2 separate regions of the Strix aluco genome follow, and region 1 is linked to region 2. Evidence: chromatin contacts called from public Hi-C data. All regions are on one chromosome and are shown on one strand. Each heading gives the region's core, a stretch centred on a gene start, on an enhancer-like site or on the middle of the called end of the contact. The rest is flanking DNA. Distances are from core to core; before and after follow the strand shown.

Region 1 (4,519 bases), core at 539-3,038, 260 kb before region 2:
CTGAACTACTTCAAGTGGAAAACTGGAAGTTCTTCTAAACTAAGCAAGGTTATCTTGGGTCAACCCCTGAATAGAAAATGTATGTGCTGTCACAACTGGTGCTGGGAATTCATTAGATAGCTTCTCAGCGGACCTGAAGGAAGAAGAACATAGCTGGTTCTTAGATGATGCTTGACGCTGCAATAACTTTCTTTTGGGTAAGACTTAAAACAAGTTTGTGACAATTTGTTGTCCTTAAATATTGTGCAATGCATCTTATGAATGGATATAGCTTTTATACACTGTTGGAAGCAGAGTATCTCTCAGGGTGTCACGTAATTTTGCATGCACTGCAACAGCACTCCAGCTGAGGGAATTTTTCAGCTCTTTTTGGAGCTCTTTGCTCTGCATTCTATTTTTCCAACTGCTTTTTACATCCACAAAGGAAACATGGGAGAAGAAAGCCCAAACTGGTAACATATAGTCTATCACTATTAGCTCCCTATATGATACTCTTATTGCACTATGAGTGCCTGCAAGAAGTGCTCCACTGCCTGAAAATGTCAAGACTTGAATTAATCCTACCAGATTTCAGGCATTTGGAACCACTAATGGCAATGGAGTTTGGCACCTCTAGTCTATTCAAAGCCTGAAATGCTCTTTGAGACAACTGTACAACTAACTTAAGAGTTATAGAGGAAGACTACTACGGCCTTCCAAAGAAAGAATAAAGCATTCTTTGTTTTCCCTGGATGAGTGGCTAAATATTAAACTGGCTGAATCTGGCCTCTGAATGCATGATAAGGACATGAGAACTGAATGTGAAAGAGACCTTGTACTTGAAATTCAGGCCAGGTATTTTGTCCTCGTGCCCATGTGAATTCCCCTGCAAACAAGTGCTTCGCTGTTACCTTGAGCTCCCTGTTTCTTATGTTCATGTTTACTCTTGTATAAATTACAAGCACTTTGTGACAGGAACAATTATTTTTCATTAGTATGGCCTCTGACAAGCCTTATCATCACCACTATCATGTTGCCAGTAACTAACCGCCTGTCCAGCCTCGGCACTTCATGAACCACAAGATTTCAGACCCTGGTTCTTGGGCTGGTAGGCCTTGTGGACCTTTGCAGGCCCCTCAAGCACCAACATGTGCCCCCCTGTGTCCAGAGCAGCATTGAGAGCTCTGTGCTAGCTGGGAAGTTACAACAGCAGCCGTCCTTTGCAGATGGGCTTGGCAGCAACGACTCCTTCCAGAAGCCTCTTGTGGGAAGAGATACACAAACCCTGGGAGCGCGAGTCTGTGACCTCAAGTGCCCGGTCTGGTCCAACACATGCAGTTTGTTGAAATCCTGTTGGCTTTAGAGTTAATAATTCACCTTTTGCTTTCCATTTCCAAACACGGTCTTTATTTGCATGGCACAGTGTAGATTAATCACGTTATTTGCAACTGTTTTGAACTACTGTCACCCAGCCCATGTGGGGGTGAAACCGTGGCCATTACACACATTTCTTACGACAACGGCAGAGGGCCCGCTAAATCTCTCCCCTAACACAAATGTCTTTCTTGTGCCCAGCGGTACCTACAAAACCACAGGAAGCTCGGAGGCCGGGCAGAGGAAGACGCTGGAAGGAGACGAGGCCGGGGCGCGGGGCTCCTGGCACCTCGGCGGTTAACGGCAACATGGCGCCGCGCCCGCCTCGCCCCCGCCCCCCGCGCCGGGCCCTCTCGCGGCGGCCGGGCCGCGCCGCTGTCGCGCGGTGATGAGTCACCGGCCGGGGCGCGGCGCGGCGCGCGGCTCGGGGGCGGCGGGCGCGGAGCGGGCGGCGCTGAACATGGCCGGCGTTGCCGACGCCGCTGCTTCCGCCGCCGCGCCGGGCAGCGGCGAGGACGGACGGCGCGGCGGCGCCCCGGAGCAGCAGGAGAGCGGCCGGGGGGAGCCCAAAACTCTCTGGGGGAGCCGCGAGCCGCGGCCGCCTGCCGCCGGCCCGGGGCAGCCGTCTCCGCAGCAGCGAACGGAGACGCTGGGCTTCTACGAGAGCGACCGGGGCAGGAAGAAGAAGCGGAGCCTCTCGGGTGAGGGTCGGCAGCGGGGCGGGAGGCCACCTCTCGGCAGGCCGGGGCGGGTGGAGGGCAGCGAGAGTCCCCGGGCTGGGTTGGCCCCCCACGGGAGATCGGGGTGGCCGTGGCGGCGTTGCCCGGGGCGGGCGGCGCCTCCGGGGCGCGCCGCCAGCGCTGGCTCCTCACAGCGCCGGCCGGGCCGGCCCGCTTGAGGGGCTGGGGCCGGGGTGGGTGCCTGAGGCGGGGCTGAGGGCGCCGCGGCCGCCCGCCGGTGCAAACTTCAGTGAGCTACTTCAAAAAGTGCGCCGGGACCTCGCGGGCCTGGAGAGCGGCGTCGTGCCACCGTTCCGGCATCGGGGGGGGAGCTTCCCCGGCGGCTCCGCTGCCTCTTCTCTCCCTGCCCTTAAGTTTAGTCAGCGAACGCGCCCGTGTCAGTGAAATAGAGCCCTCGGCGTGACTGCGTGGGCCCCTACTTTCCACGGGAGCGTGTTGAGGAAGGGGAACGGGGGCAGTGAAGTCCATGTGCCCTGTCACGCAACATGTTTGGTGGTGATAGTCAGGGGGTTTTAAACAACACGGGCATCATCCATCGAAGTGTTACACACTGACGTTGAAACTCAGGTTGTTAGGATACCTGCCAAGGAGTGACTGCAGCGAGTGCCTCGAACGGCGGCTTCTGACAGGAGCAGAGCGGTTCAGACCTGGGCCCTGTGGTTCCTGAGCCCCGCGGGCCGGGAGGGCTGCCCGGCTTGCTTCACTTGCCTGCTGAAGTACGAGAAATGCTTCTCTGCCTTAACCGTTCTTATTATATACACATAGTGTCTTTGCCTATGCTACTGAAAGTATCAGTGCTGTCAGAGCCTTGAAGTTGTATGCAGATTATTAGAAGTCTTTGGAACTAAGTGTAGTTTACTGAGGCTTTTATAGGGAGAAATAAGGAAGAATGTCATGGCCTTTGCGATCAATCTACAGCTATATTTACATTTACACTTGAACTGGTTATTTCAGGTATCTGCAGAGTAATTTTTGAAAATAGCCATGCCTTTTTTGTAAAAATTGTCACTCAGTGTGGCAAAGCCTGATTTAGTGTTGGTAAGGTTATAAATAACTTTATTAGTACCATACTCCTGAGTGGCTTGCTGAAAATCTGGAAAGTGCTCAAAGTGGTGTTCAAATATCCAGGCTTTCTGCCTCAGTGTTGGCTTGAATGTGATACTGCAGGTCTTATCAAATACGAAAAACAAAAAATAGGAAGTAGAGTTTAACTTAAATCATGTGCCAACAATTGAATGCTTTCCTTCTAAGTTTGACAGGTACTGTGTCCGTTTCTGACGTGGGTTATGTCATAGGACATGCAGCATCATTGACTGCAGTTCTGTGGTGTTGATGAGACTGATGTAATTTCCATAGTTATAAGAAATTGGCTTGATTGCAGTATTACGAATTGCTTTGTGGTGAAAAGAAGAATGGTCAAGATACATACTGATATACCTGAAAGACAGCTGAACAAATAACTTATAAAATAAGGAAATTGTTATTGGGGTGTGTGTGTGGAGTTCCTAACTATGTTCCAGCAATTGATTTAAAATTAAAAATTAATTAAAAATCATTGGCGCACTCTGACTCTTCAGGACAAGAAAACAATAGAACAGGCTTCTTGATAGAGCAACTGAAAATTATAACTCATCTAATGGTAGCAATATGTTAAATAGTAGATAGAAGTAGGGTTTTTTCACGATGGTAAAGCAGGACCAGTACTGTACACAGAAATTGTTTAGAGGAGAAGGAAATACTTTTTTTTTTTTAAATGTGCTGGTTTAGTCTTAATTGATTTGAGTGTTTATGGAAGAAGTGTGTATTTAGGATTGAGGGGAGTGGAGTGAGTGCCTGGAATTGTTGCATTTAGGATTAAAGTTATGTTTACATAACAACAGAAACTTGCTGAGGTGCACTGCATTTTGCATTTGCACAGATTTTCCTCTCCATTTCTGGTTAATGGTTATCCTTTGTGCAGCTATGCATTGAAGTATAACTTAGGTAAATCATTATCTTTTTACCTTGAAGGAGTTAGTGGCCTTTTATGCTTTGAAGATGCTTGTGCTTTTCTGTCCTGAGGTGGGGAGATAAATGAGAATACTTTAAGCTTTAAGAGTATGCTATCTGAACAGTTTAAACATAGTCCACAGTCTAAAACTTTCTGATTGCAGAGGAGAGAAATTTGAAGTAGGGAAAGGCATTTGAAGTAGGGATTAGTGTCTACTTAGTTTTGAAATGAAATGATGCTTTGATAGCAGAATTTTTCAAATTATTAATTTTTTTATTAGAATTAATTATTAATTATTTGTTACTCTGTCCTGCCTTGGTGTCTCATCCTGTTCTTTTGCTTACTGTGATTTTCCTACAGGGTCAGCTACTGATCTGTTTCACAGCTGGCACAGAACTAGGGCTGATGCTGGGTGGCAGTAAGTGCTCAGAAAGGA
Region 2 (4,963 bases), core at 568-3,067:
TCTGCTCTGGAGATACTCTAGGTCACAAACTGAATATTAACTCTAACAACCATGAAATTTAGCATAGGTTTATATTACGAAGCCCTGGAAGATGAGGAACAGACATGTTCTCTCTTGTTATTTCCACCACATGGGAGTGGCAACTTCCAGCAGAAGAAAGGTGTAACAGGTGGGAACATTAATCTTCTATTATTATTCAGGCATGAATTGCTGGCAGAATAACCCCAATTCTGTACGACTTCATGCTTTAGGCGGGGAAATGTGACCTTGCAACTGCTCACATTAACAAGCTTCTCTGTAAGCAACGAACTTCACCAAACATTGTTTCTTGATGGTTTGTGTCTTCGGTGCACAATTTTACCTACAGCAGTAACCCAATGTCTCACCTGTTCCCCTGTATGCTATGATAGACCCTCCGTGCAAGAAATGCACAAGCCAAAAGCCAGAGTTGTGCTTATTAGCCAAGTAGTAAATGCAACCAGGTGCTTGGTGGCCAGCTGCGTAACACCTGTGCTTTGCCTTCCTCTTCTTCTCGCATGTGTAACTGCTTTTTTTCCCCAAAGTTGTATGAATTTAACCTTCCAAGATGCATACATATTTGCAAATATGATTAAGTAGGCCAGCATTTTCAAAAGTCCTTGAAGGTGGAAAGGATGAATGGAAGGGGAAACACCCAATACTGCAATTGCTTAAGCCTCATTTCCTTAAAGAGATAAAAAGATTATTGTGCACAGTGTGATCTAGATAACCCTCATAACGTGATCTCTCCTTCTCAATTCACTACTACTTTTACCAGCAATAATTTCTCATTTTATTTGCAAGCATTAGTACGTTGAGGAATACTGGACTAAAAACATGTGCTGGAAATACTTCTATTTAGAATTAATTGCTTACATCTATAAACTCGCTAGCTTTTAATCTATTTAATATCTGCAAGACAGATTTTGTACAGGAATAGTTTTCAGTCAGAAAGGCCTGCTGCATTTATTTCAAGTTTGACAATGCATTTCTGGGACATTTACTATTACTACACGTTGCCATGCTGGTTGGGAATTTTACTACACACTGCTATGTTGACTGACAGTTACACCTTTTGTCAAACTCATGTGTACTCTCAATTCTGTGAAGTGTTCCTACTTTTTTCAAAATGTTGCATGGACAGTTGAGTATCAAGCGCTGGCATTCCTGCTCTTTTTGTCTTGGATGTTGAACAAACGCAGCATTTAACTCTGCTTCTTTGGCACAGGTGCTGCAAAAAGTTGGGGGCAGATTCCCCGCAGCAGGCCAGTTTGGGACGCATCACACATCTTCTATCACCAACACCAGTTCATCAGCAGACACCCTCTTTATTCCTCACACGTTGTCATCTCCTCAGTTTATTTGGGTGAAGCGAGTTTTCCTGACTTTATGTAAATGCACGACGCGATTTTTAACTTCTTGCAATTTAATTAAAGGCATAAAACCTGCCGTGCCCCCGGCGTGCCAGGTTACCTGGTGGGCCTGCAGACCCGCTACCACGGGACAGCGGCCGTGCCCCGCGCACAGCCCGGGAGCCCGCCTGCGTCGGGAGCCGCTCCCGCAGCCCCGGTCAGCCCCGCGCTTTGCAGGCCTGGCCTCTGCGGGCTGCCCGCCGCGCACACCGGCGGAGCAGCCGCGCTGCGCCGGGGCCAGGCCGGGGCCAGGCGGGCGTCAGCCGGTCCCCGCCGCCACCGCCCGCTCCCCGCGAGAAGGGGGGTGGGGGGGCTGCGCATGCGCGCGGCGGGCCGGGCCGGGCAGCGGCGTTCGCGGGGCGGCCATGGTCACGTGGCGGCGGGGCGCTCTCCGCGGCGCATGCGCGCGGCGGATGTTGCCGCCGCCGTTAGCGCCGGGGCTCTATGGGGAGAACATGGCTCCTTTCCCCGAGGAGGTGGACGTCTTCTCGGCTCCGCACTGGCGGATGAAGCAGCTCGTGGGGCTCTACTGCGACAAGGTAGTGGAGGGGGGCGGCTTCTGCCCCGCTCCCCTGAGGCGGGAGGGAGGATTTCGGGAGTGCGCAGCTGTCAGCGCCTCGCCGCCCCGGCCCCGGCGGCAACTTCTCACCGCTGCTGCGGGGCTGCTGGGCGCTCCGGCCCTACCCGCCGCGGGCAGTGGGGCTGGTGGTGCCGCCTTCCCTGCCGCGCCCTACGCCCCGCTCGGCCCCTTCAGAGCTGGGCTGGGGCTCCCCTCGCTCCTGTTGCCCCGGCGGCTCTGCCGGCGGGGTGTCCCGCTCTCTTCAGCTCGGGGGAGCGGCGCTTCCCTGCGGGGACCACGCCTTCCTGCCGCCTTCCCTATTGCCGGGCCGCCGGGCAGGGGGGCGCCGGCGCTCACCCCCCCGGGCTTGCTGCCCCGGAGCTAGGGAGTGGGCGCCGGGGCGGGCTGCGGCGGAGCGGCCCCTCCCGTTACGGTGCGGGGCGGCGAGTGAGGCCCCGGGGGGCCCGTAGTACTGAGGGGGAAGGCAGGCGGCGAGGCCTGTCCATTTTTGTTAATTAAACGGTGCCGGGCGAGGCACCGGTGCTGTGCATAGTGCTCGCTAACAGTCTGCAAGCGGCTGTGTTTGCGTTTTTATGCGCAGCGTTTAATTGGCGAGTCGCTTAAAGATACCCTAGGTAGATTTTTTATTTTAAATATATATAATTTTACTCGTGGACAAAAGTAATTTTTATTCCTGCACCAGGGTAGTTAATAATCAAGGCTGATGTGTCACCTGAAAGGCAAACTTTGCTGCAGCAGCTCTGAGCGTGAGGGAAGGGTTTCAGGCAAATACTTCAAAGCCAGCACTCCTACTGAAAGAAGTAGTGCCTCCCATCTGTGGGCATAAATGGCTGTTTGGAGAACCAGACTGGCTCAAAGACATTTAAAGGGAGGGTGAAGTTACATGAGAGACAGTATAATAGCTTACTACTGCCAGCAGGATGGGGGAGTTCTAGCTTCCTTTGCCTGTTTTCCACATGCCACCTTGTAGCGTTCTGGGGCTCACCAGATCCCTTCGCATGAGCCTGTTCAATTTGCAAATTGGGTGAGGAAATGTGAGTTGTTTTTTGCTAGGTTAGCTAAGTGAACAGAGGGTCTGAGGGGAGGAGAAGGTGAGACCTGCCATAATTTCACTTTGCCTTTTATCTGTGAGTATGTTTGCAGTTAACTTTAATCTGTGACAGCATAAAAACTTGTGGTATCTTAGCAGAGTGGATTTTACATGAAGAGGAGCAAACACCTGGGACTCTTCTCCCCCCTGGCCCCCAGCAACAATGTTAGCGTATTGTTGACAGGTTTTGTTTGAACCTCCAGATACTGTAGTCATTTGGGTTTTGTTCCTAGAGAGGCATTTCTGTCACTTTTATTGAGCCTCCCACAAAGTTTTGAGCAAATTTACCATGACTTGATAAAAGTAAAACTGGCTGTGCCGGAGTGATTGGTTTTCCTAAATACTGGCAAATTTGATCAAAACTACCCGGTTTGCAATGAACGTAATTTCTCATTTTCTAAAAATTTTTATGCGGGATGCTTGCATCCTTTAACCCTGTTTCAGAACTTGGAGACTGTGCCTGGCCTATGACCTTTGTATTAGAGTAACGCTAGCTTTGCATCAGAAAAACCTCTGAACTGTGTTTGACTTTCCTTCTTGTGTGATTGAGATGCTGTAATTAGATAAGACTGTAGTTCTGCTTACATGGCAATTATAATCTGTAAAGCCATGCTCTTTATAAATTTATTTAGTCCTTAAGGGGTCTTTAATTTTGTGAATTACATATTACCTGCTGTTCCTCATGTTCCCTGTACACTGTAGTATAGTTGCTGTCTGTTAGTGGCTGAATTTAGTCAATTCCAGCAAATGGTGCAATGGGTGCATCTATGATTTGCTTTTCAGGGGAACAACGGTAATGTTACTGGTAGGTAAAGTGTGTAGGTACTTAAATAATCCTTTAGGCCAGAGAGACGCAGTTTATTTTGTTCTTTTGTGACTTGATATGAGACAGAACAGTGAATCAGACGTTTAAGAAGTTTGGTGCATTAGGAAAGTTCTACTTTTTAAACTGCTGCTAGCAGAGATCTCACTATATATTTGCTCCATTCTTAAGTGGCATTTTTACATGTGTTGTACGCAGTGGCCTGGACTTGGATAATAAGAATAAAATTTTGTTTTGTAACGAAACCCACGAAGTTATCAAATACGTTGCCTACTTTGATAAGTAGATTCTTTAAGTCCTCAGAGGATGTATCCCCCTGTAGGTAGTGGAGTGCTACCACAGGCAGTCTGTATAGTTAAAATGCTTTTTCTAATGCCTGACGTCATCTTTGCTGCAAATAGAGCAGATTCTGTTTTCCTATCTCTAGTGAACTGTTGTTTTCAGAAAGATCTTGTGCTGATTTGCAAATTGTAGCTGTGTCCTCCATCTTAGTTATCTGTTTTCTGGCCTAAGCAAACAGATTCCTCCTACTTCACCACATGGGTCACACTTTCTGTACCTCAGCGTACTTGTTGATTTTGTCAGGACTAAGCTGCCGTTCTGTAACAGTTTAAGCTGACTGCCGCTGTTAAGACTGCATGCCTTTCTTGCTCCCATCAGTGCTTGAAGTGACTCACAAAGGCTCTAAGCTGGCAGAAAACATTTTTTTTCTGAAGTGGGGTAGTTTTTCTGATGATGTAGTGCTTCCAGCGCTGATCAGATGAGTACTGGAGCCAATGCGAGGCAGAGGGTGGGACAGTGACAGCCAGCAACTAAATTGGCTTAAGCTACTGTGAAACCTCAACCTAATTACATCTATATGTTTTCCTGAAATCTGTTGTGCAAGACAGGACACTGCTTGTGTTGAGTAGAGTAGATGTGTTTTGGATGTGTTATTCTTCAATCTTTTTTTTTTTTTAAACAGCAGCATACTTGCTTTGTGCTTCTCTGTAATCCCATGCTTCTCTGAGGACTGATACTCAAATTTCCTTTCATATTTG

What was found. A called contact is a pair of places that touch in the nucleus more often than the background predicts.
Region 1: a contact with region 2 is called in a Hi-C map of brain, with 2.3 times the contacts expected there. The contact joins the promoter of TAPT1 here to the promoter of FBXL5 in region 2. A contact is called at or near these places in 2 of 2 Hi-C or Micro-C datasets (brain and heart).

The regions. Positions count from the first base shown.
Region 1 is chr4:17,259,031-17,263,549 of bStrAlu1.hap1, reverse strand. It overlaps TAPT1 (transmembrane anterior posterior transformation 1), which reads left to right and starts at 1,788. Exons shown (of 14, transcript XM_074822186.1): 1 at 1,788-2,054. The coding sequence starts at 1,814.
Region 2 is chr4:17,003,448-17,008,410 of bStrAlu1.hap1, reverse strand. It overlaps FBXL5 (F-box and leucine rich repeat protein 5), which reads left to right and starts at 1,817. Exons shown (of 11, transcript XM_074822160.1): 1 at 1,817-1,969. The coding sequence starts at 1,844.